Regions from separate parts of the Mus musculus genome. Here region 2 is linked to region 1. A link is a contact called in public Hi-C data. All regions are on one chromosome and are shown on one strand. Each heading gives the region's core, a stretch centred on a gene start, on an enhancer-like site or on the middle of the called end of the contact. The rest is flanking DNA. Distances are from core to core; before and after follow the strand shown. Region 1 has its middle 61 kb from the start of 6530411M01Rik. Region 2 has its middle 3.0 kb from the start of Gm51424.

What was found. A called contact is a pair of places that touch in the nucleus more often than the background predicts.
Region 2: a Hi-C map of cortical neurons shows a contact between it and region 1, with 1.8 times the contacts expected there. The contact joins two enhancer-like sites. A contact is called at or near these places in 1 of 484 Hi-C or Micro-C datasets (cortical neurons) and 1 of 115 datasets of contacts at active chromatin or transcription factors (stem cell-derived neural progenitor cells).

What each region holds. Positions count from the first base shown.
Region 1 is chr17:9,226,299-9,231,143 of GRCm38.p6, forward strand. No RefSeq gene overlaps it. Among named protein-coding and RNA genes, the nearest start is that of 6530411M01Rik, 61 kb to the left of the region's middle. Within about 2 kb of position 2,018, at least 21 of the 459 cell types and tissues checked have an H3K27ac peak or open chromatin away from gene starts, as enhancers often do. A contact at or near this core is called in cortical neurons, where this site is marked.
Region 2 is chr17:9,576,930-9,581,774 of GRCm38.p6, forward strand. No RefSeq gene overlaps it. Among named protein-coding and RNA genes, the nearest start is that of Gm51424, 3.0 kb to the left of the region's middle. Within about 2 kb of position 2,697, at least 54 of the 459 cell types and tissues checked have an H3K27ac peak or open chromatin away from gene starts, as enhancers often do. A contact at or near this core is called in cortical neurons, where this site is marked.

The DNA.
Region 1 (4,845 bases), core at 768-3,267:
GTATGTGGATATGCATATGTGGGCCTGTGTATGTAGACATGTGTATGTGGCCATGTGTATGTGGATATGTGTATATGGCCATGTGTATGTGGATATGTGTATATGGCCATGTGTATGTGGATATGTGTATGTGGACATGTGTATGTGGGCATGTGTGTGTGGACATGTGTGTGTGGACATGTATATGTTGACAGGTGTATGTGGACACGTGTATGTGGGCATGTGTATGTAAACACGCACATGCCATGGAGCAAGTGTGGAGATCAGAGGATAACTTCAGGTAAGGATTGATTTTCTCTTTCCCCTCTGCATTTCCTTACTGCCCTTTTACCTCCCTTGTCTTCTCCCTGCCCCCACACTTTTTTTCTATTCTTTGTAGTCTCTTACCTACATTCATGGTTTTCTACTGAAATCTAATTTCTACAATAAAAGAAAGCATCTGATAATTATCTTTCTAAGTCTGTTTATCTCCACATGATGATAATTATATATTTTAATTTATGATTTTAGTTTTCTTCCATAAAAATCAATATACAGATTCCCCCCCCCCAGGTACTTTGTGTTTCTTTGAGTATATGAATGGCTGTGATCAGCTTTAAGGGTTTATGGCGTTTGTCCGATCAAGCTTTCTATGTACACAGATTACAGATTCTTACCTTTCATTTCCACATTGATCACACATAGTTTCTTCCTCTGTGTCTACTTTGTATCTTTTCCAATAGTATTTGGGCCATTTTAATTTAAAACACCAAGTCATACCCATTTGCTTGCTTTCTGGCTAAGAGCTGGGTATCCCTACAGTCAGGCTAATGTTTAGTTCTCATTAGCTTCTGACTGTAGGCTGTGTCTCTCACCTCACTGGGACTTTTTATGTTGTTTGACAAAATGGCTTTTTCGACATGTCATGTGAGTTGACTTTCTGATGATTTCCATTGGCCAGAAGGATGAACGATTCTCCATTCTCCCATGTTTTTCCTCTCTTTTTTTGTCATGGAGTCCTTACCTCTTAATTGGCGAATACACCCCATGTCTGTTAAGCCTCTGCTCATCTATAGAAATCCTGGCATTTCTTGAGGGCCCCTGTGGTGAGCACTGCCTTCCACACTGTGCAATTCTCTCACCTACTGGAATATTTAATATGTGGAATCACAATGTGTTAATTCTGAGTCCCTATTCTTAGGTGGCTGGAGGGCAGGGGTATCCATCTATCTTTCTGTTGCTGGGCTCATCGTGGCTTCCATCTCACCGTCTCAATGACAACTGTACATATGTGTCTGCTTCCCTTCCACTCTGTGGTCTTAGCATTCTACCTTTGTCTACCTCTGAGGAGGCCACACTCACACTGACAGCAGTGAGTGAGGGACAAATGGTAACCTTCTCCCCCAACCCCTAAGAAAAATGGCTTGTGCCTTCCATAACTGCACAGCTCTATTAAAATCAGGAAAAGTGATGGGTACCAAGCCACTGGCTTTTCTTTTATATTCAAAATGAACTTTATATATGCATAACCCCTCCAAATGTTTCAATTTTTTGAAGTTAAAAAGCCATGTATCTAAAGGTGCCATGCACTTGGCCAAAAAAAAAAAAAAAAAAAAAAAAAAATGAGCATGGAATTTGAGAACAATTTCCCGTGTCTGGCAAAAAGCTTGTGGCAGATAATCCAAACAATGAGGTCATTTAGCAAAGCTGCACAAAGCAGAAGCAAATGAAAACATCTGTTTGGAAGCATCTGAAAGCCACAAAAACATCTAGGGTTTGAGAGGCCAGTATCCCCTAGAGAAGGCAAACACATTGATGTGGGCCCAGCACTGCTGCAACTGTTTCTCTTCAGCACAGCTGCCAACTTACAGCTGCTTAAATGGAGAAGCAAGACAAGCTCAGAGGAATGCCCAGCTCCAGGTGACAGGGAAGCACAGAGAAGTGGGAAGGTTTCCTGAGCTGTTGTTGGCATTGAAGTATTGGCTTTGCTTCAGTGCCGGCAGCACTGAGCAGCAAGTGGCTGCGTGGGATGGCAACCTGAATAGAGCCGTCAGCATCCCGGAGATCTGAAGAGGTAAAACTGAGTTCATTGGCTGTCAGCATGGAAGGGCCTAGGGAGGAACTGCAGCTGTCTGACTTGGAACCAGAGGTGAACCAGAACTCACAGAGGGACACCAGAGCCAGAGTTGGACCAGAACTCACATAGTCTACCGCGAGTTGCGTCGATTTCGAATGGCACTCTTGTGTTTTCCCCTGCATCTATAGATGTAAGGCAAGCCTCTTTTGAGGTCAGCAACTAGAAGCACTGCATTGTGGTTATGCCTAACAACCAGGTGCAATAAGAATGAAATCCCAGCACCAGCGAGACAGATCCAGAGGGGGCGAAATGAGCTAGTGGTTGAGATGTTGAACTTACAAGACACAAGAGCTTTAAATATTCAGAAAGAACACAGTAAGACATCATTTACCCAGAATCTATGCCCAATCTGTAGGTGGTATGTATAAATCAAGGAGTGTTGTAACTGAAATGAAAAGCTCACTTGCTTACCGCAAATCTCTCACAGTTCAAGAAAGAATTGATGGTCCGTAGAAACTATACAGTCTGAAGCACAAAGAGAAAAAAATATTGAACTGTAAAGATTAAAGAGGTACACATGGCATGGGGAAATATTTAGATGGGAGCCAGCAAATGGAAGGAGAAAGTAGGAAGGGAGAAGAAAAGAATAGGATCTACCTAAGCCACTTTATATACATGTATAAAAATGTCATAATGTGCTAAAATAAACAAAATAATAAAAGACATAAAAATGAGCAATCTGTATTGCTAATAACAGATGTAGGAGAATGCAGGCTATATTGGGTGATAGAACGGCTGAGAATTTTCTAAAATCGAGACGATCTTAAGATATAGTCAGATATAGTCTATAACTATTGAAAACCTCAAACAGGAAAATAAATATAAATCCATAGATACTCCAGGAAAACTATTAACAGCATCAGAAAGGAAAAAAACAATCTTAAAGCAGCCAGGAGAAATACGCCTCACCCAGCAAAGCAGCCGCTGCCTTCTCAGGAGACGAGAGGTAGTCGATGCCACATTTACAATTTCTAAAGCAAGTCAAAATCAAACCAGAATTAGAGAGATTATGAAAAGAGACTTTAACATGTAAGCAGCTAACCTCTAGCACTGAGGATTCTAATCTGGAAAGGAAACAAAAACTGGCAGAGTTTAGATGGGGATGGAGGGTGGGAGGTGGGGTGGAGCATGTGGGCACAATCAGGCTAAGTTTCCTGATCTTTTATATCCTGTGGCTTCAGCAGCAGTGGGACTCAAATCCACTGCTCTGTCATTGTGCATTGGGGAAGCAAACAATGAGGCACTCCTACTGAGCTTCCAAGGAGTAGGGGACCTTGGGTTAGTTTGTATATGCTTGGCCCCAGGGAATGGCACTGTTAGGAGATGTGGTCCTGTTGGAGTAGGTGTGGTCTTGTGAGTGTGAGCTTTAATACCCTTGTCCTAGCTGCCTGGAAGCCTTCTCCTAACAGCCTTTAGATGAGGATGTAGAGCTCTCAGCTGCACCTGCACCATGTCTGCCTGGATGCTGCCATGCTTTCACCTTGATGATAATGGACTGAGCCTCTGAACCTGTAAGCCAACATCAATTAAATGTTGATCTTATGAGAGTTGCCTTGGTCATGGTGTCTGTTCACAGCAACAAAACCCTAAGACAGATCTCAAGCTGCACAAGCTTTCAGCCTGTGTCTGAGCCACATACCCATAGGACACCCTGATCCAGAACATTGTTAGATTCAGATTTCAAGGGGCTCTCACTTTCTGTGAGAGACAGGTTGGTATCAAAGGTTGATCCCACTTCCTTGTATTTCCCCAACAAGTCCAAGTCCCAAGTGCTAGGCATCTCAGGTCCTGCACAGCCTAAGAGACACAATGTCCAGGGTTAATCCAAAGTAACAGTATATTAAAAGACCTGTATATGGATCCCATCTAACAGGAGGGAATCAATTTACTGAAGCCAACTATATTGTACCTGGGTTATTGGATTGAGCAGTGAGAGAATTTGAAGCAGCTTGGGTTGGCTTGCAGCCCCTCAAAATCTGGTATTGGAGGTCCAGCCTGCAACATGATTGCCCATAGCGATGGGGCTTTTAGGAAGAAACTAAAGGTGTAAGGTCATGAAACGGAGAATGGGCTGTTTCATCTACAGGCATTTGTTATAGCAGCCCAAGTTGACTGACACAGATCTTTAAGAAGCCATGCGTAAAAGGGATACACATCCAATATGAATGAAAACAGAGAAAATGTCAACAGCAGAGCAGACACACAAAAGCCACATGGAAACGAACCCATAGCAATATAGGAATGGTAGATGGATGAACAGGTATGGTCCAGAATAAAGAGTAGAAAAGCAGGAAAAAGAAAATGAACAGTAGCATTTATGTGCAGCATCAGCAGGATGGGATGTATACACACATCACAGTATATATACAAGCACACAATATACATACACACACACACACATAAGCACACACTTGCGAATAAACATACATTAGCACACTCAATACACAAGCACACATACTTGCACACACTCTAGGACACATACACAATACACGTATACATACATAAATGCACATATACAGGTACACACATATGCATGCACACACATATGCACACACATGGCATATTAGCATAGGAAGCAATTTGAGGATACTTCTAGGTGTTTTAGAAGAATATGGCATCGGCCCATCATTTTCATCTGCCCATCCTCTTCTCAAGCATGTCCCTCATGCATTGTCCTTGTGTGCAGGAGATCTACATCTGTCAGGAAGATTTTCTCAGCCTAAGAGGCC
Region 2 (4,845 bases), core at 1,447-3,946, 350 kb after region 1:
TTTTTAAATAAAGTAAATAAAAAATAAAAAGAACTTTGGTGGTTAACAATTAAGTACATTGGTTTGGATTATGATTTGAAAAAATAACAATTGGGAGCCATTAAATATAGAAGATGATCCAATGCATTTGTTAATTGTTAGGCAATAATGCCACAATGGAGATTATTATATACATGCACACTCACACACATACAACTTAGTAAAAGACACATGTTGTGTAGTGAAGTCAAAGTTGCCCAGCTGTGCTTCAAATTTGGAGATACACTGGGAAAGTGCAGGCTGTACCAGGACATGAAGAACATTCCAGAAAACAGACCCAGCACACTGAGGCACAGATCCATACTGTCTACCTTCATGAACATGTGATTTTTTTTTTTGCATAAATCTTCACTCAGGCAAACCTAGGGTGTTTTCTTTTGGCTCAGAAAATCCTTTTATATGTACTAATGTGAAGCAGAGAGGGGCTTACTAAGAGACTTGAATATATATTTTAAGTATAAGGGTTAAAACAATGACTCTCAACCTGTCAGACTCAACCCCTTTAAGGAACTGAACAACCCTTCCACAGGGAGTTTTCTAAGACCATTGGAAATTACAGATAAATATTTATATTACAATTTATAACAGCAGCAAAATTTCAGTTAGTAAGCAGCAATGAAAATAATTTTATGATTGAGAGTCACCACAACATGAGGAACTGTGTTAAAGGGTCACAGTGTCAGAGAACACAGTGAACACAACGGGGTTGAGATAGGGGGGTACTTACTTGGGGGAAATAAGACATTGTAGGGAGCAGGACAGGCTTACCAGGGAACATAGCACTGTGTGTCTTCTGTACACTATTTTAATGGCTATCAACTGACATCTTAAAGTCGCTGAAAAAAAAAATGTCCTTTTCTCCCTCTTTTTGATAAGTGTGATCAGAGGATCACTTCAGGAGTGTCCTAGATGGCATTAAAATCTGACAGGGTAAAAGGAGGAGCCGCTTGAGTTGTCCAAGGGGTTTAAGTTATATCCTTTCCCAGTAAATGAAACTTCTGATGAGATTCATAGAGAGTATAGATTTATTGGGGAGAATGAAGAAAGGCCTTAAGCAAATGTTGCCAGTTTTATTGGAATTCTTGATTCCTAGCTGACTTCAATCAAGCTCCTAAGTGAGGGTTTTCTTTTTCTTCCTGTGTCTCCACAATTTTCTCTAGCATTCTGTTCTACCTCAATAATATTCTAGAAAGGAAAGAAGAATTGAGTGTGTGATTGCTCCTACATATCAATATTTCCACCCAAGAGCAGACCTCATGGGTCCTTATAAGATTATACATAGACAGGTAATAACTTTAGGAGGATCCAGCCCACTTCCTAGTACTATAGGGGACTGTGGCTTATCATGGACACCCAGAGCTTCTGCACAGCTCTGGATATAGGATCTCAGCAGGGTTCCTAGCTTGAACAGGCTTCTTGCTCTTTCTTAGCAGACAGCTATGATATGAACTTCAGTCCCACATTTCTGAGAATACGCATTATCCTGGCGGCTCAATAAAAAAATGACAGTGAGTGAAGCATCCTACCCTGTTAGATATTCTCCGTTTTTCATGGGACTTCTTTCTCTGAATTGGCATCAGTAGTATATCACCCCTAGCCCTTAATTTGGAAGCCAGAAGAGACAAAGACATTAACACAAATTTTTGTCTACCTCATACAGTTCGCTTTACTTGTGGTAACTTGAGTTTACCCCAAAATACATCCCTTTAGGGGCTGGAGAGATAGCTCAGTGGTTAAAAAATGTTTGTTGCTTGTGCTAGAAATTATGCTTGCAGGTACACACACGTGTGCTAAAAATAAAATAGATAACTCTTTAAAGAATACTACAATATATAGAATTAAAAACACATTTTAAAAATATTTTTGAAAACGTGTCCCTTTACTGCCATGCCATGAAGCTTCATGTGTGTGTGTGTGTGTGTGTGTGTGTGTGTATGTGTGTGCATTCATGTGTGTGTGCATTCATGTGTATGTATGTGTATGCTTGTGTGCATGTATGTCGTGGATCTCTGTGTGTGTGTCTGTGTGTGTGTATCTATCTGTCTGTGTGTGTGTTTATCCTTGCATATGCATAGATTGCTAGAGCAATCCATACTGCTGTTCTTTAGCTCTTTCAGTATAATGATGTTTCAAAAAGTACAATGCCTCAAACATGCCAACCTTCTGAATTAATCTTTCCAACACACACACACACTCACACACACACACACACACCCTTACATCTGTTATAGGCTCAGAGATGGATAGAAACACTGTCCTCTGTTTTGATTCACCTGTCACAAAGTTCTTGACACAAGATTAAATATTGGTCATTAGATGAATTCTATTACTGACTACATTCTGGGCATTCTTGAGCCATAATCAGATCTCCCAGGGTTTCATTTAATTCAACATTAAATGGAAGAATTAACATGGAACTCATATTGATAAGGGAAATGAACAGCCTGGGGGGCCCTGTCAATACCTTAGCAAAGAGAAAAAGAAATCGCCGAAGGGCACTTTACTTTTGTCTGTTCACTGAATCAAACCAGCTCCGTGAAGACATGAAATTATGGCAGTCCAGACAGATAAACATGGACCCCTGAGACAGACCTGTCAAAGCCCGGAGCTCTGGAGCCATCCAGAGGGCTAAGAAGGGAAGGTTGTAAGATCTAAGGAATCTACCCAGGCTAAATGGTGAGACAGGACAGGCTCAGTCTGGAAAAAGCCACTGAGGGCTTAGGGCTTCCAGGAAGCTTGCAGTGGGGTTGGTGATATATTTACAGCCCGAGTCTCACTAGCAAACACCCCTGATATCATTGAATGACCCCGAATTACAAGAAAATAATTAAACAATAGCAGGAAGCCATGTCTTCCATTGCCTACTGAGGCATAAGATTAGGAAGAGACCCCATGAGAAAGCTAAGTCTCTGGGCCTCTCAACTCCAGATAAACAGAATCCAAGTGTCCAGCAAAATGTTAATGAGTTCTAATCTGCAAAGAGGTCTTGCCTGGGACCAAATAAATTTGCAAGTCCTGGCTATGCAACACAATGAAACTCTTCAGTAAAGACTCTCACAGACTATTTAGTGTGCTGCTCATGATAATTCCCCCAACGCAGTGTGGCATTTCCCAAACTCATTTAACTTGGGAATATTTTTTCTAATTCAGAGCCCCCATTAGCATTGGACGTTTGTGTATGGGTGCCTCTCAATTTGGAAAACAGTGGTGTAGGTCCATTTACATTTCAATGGATGCCTGCAGACAGCTCCCATTCTGTCGGTTTGGCATGAAAACCCCCAAGGAAGCTGACTCCTGACAGGATAGAGCATAGAAAGACCAGTGTGCCAGCCTAGGCAGAAAATGTCCGAATTGGCAAGCGTGTTCACAAATCTTTAGATCTGACAGTGCTCTGGTCATTTATGCTCAGTGCTCAGATCTGCAAAGAGCCAAGTCGGCCTGAGGGAAGTCATTGTCCTCAGAGGAACAACTGGGAAGGGAACTGAGCCTGGATTAGGCAGTAGGTGAGAAAGACCCTGTGGGTCGCTGTAGGTGGTAAACCTCAAAGAAAAAAAGAATGAAAGCCAGTGCAGATTGGCCTCCTGAACCTAGATCAGTCTTCTGTGGAGTCTAAGGCCAGGCCGTCATTGCCAACATATTTAAAGTACAGTATAATTAGACAACAATCCATCCAGTCCTAGGGGTACAATAAAACATTTTCCCTTTTTTTTTTTAAAAAATTAGATATTTTCTTTATTGACATTTCAAATGTTATCCCCTTTCCTTGTTTCCCCTCCGAAAATCCCCTATCCTCTCTCCCCTCCCCCTGCTCCCCAACCCACCCACTACCACTTCCTGGCCCTGGCATTACCCTACACAGGGGCATAGAACCTTCACAGGACCAAGGGCCTCTCTTCCCACTGATGACCTACTAGGCCATCCTCTGCTACATATGCAGCTAGAGCTATGAGTTCCACCATGTGTTTTCTTTGATTGGTGTTTTAGTCCCGGGGGAGCTCTGGAGGTACCTGGTTAGTTCATATTGTAGTTCCTCCTATAGGGCTGCAAACCCCTTCAGCTCCTTTGGGTACTTTCTCTAGCTCCTTCATTGGGAACTCTGTGCTCTGTACAATAAAACTTAAGGTATGACTAGATAGCAACTGCTTTACAAAGAACGTATGATTATGAAGGTGAGTTCTATAGCTAAAAGAGCTAGTATCTATTGAGGTCTCTACTGAGACAGCATAGAGGTCACCAGGCAAAAACATGCATAAGTCATCTCGCTGAAGGGATAGGTAATGGTCTGGGGATGGAAGAGTCTAAGACAATCATTTTGGGAAATTTGGGTGAGGTCTGCCTCTACAGGTAGCATAAAGGTCACTGGGTCATCAGCAAAATCACTCTCAGCTGTTTGGAAAGGAAAACAGGTATTTTATCACCTCCGTTGAGAAAAGGTCCTGTGTGTTTAACATTCCTAGTTCCCCTAGTGATCTGTGGGCACAAGGACTTTTGTACCTCTAACAAGTAGAGACAAGAGCCTTGGGCACAAATGACAGAGAATCCACATTAAGCAGGCTCACAGCTTCCTTGGTGATCTGAGGCTCCTGGCTATAAATCCACTCAGCCTGCATTAACTCCTGGTCTCTTTGCTGTGGAAAACATGGGAACAGAGGAGGAGTGAGGGAAAGAGAAGAGAGAAGGGGACAGAAGGAAGGAGGGAGGGAGGAAGGGAGAAGAGAGAAGGGGACAGAGGGACAGAATCAAATTTGCGCCTCGGGAGACACTAAGAGCTTGGTGTTGTAATCTTTTGCTGAGAGAGAAGGAGAC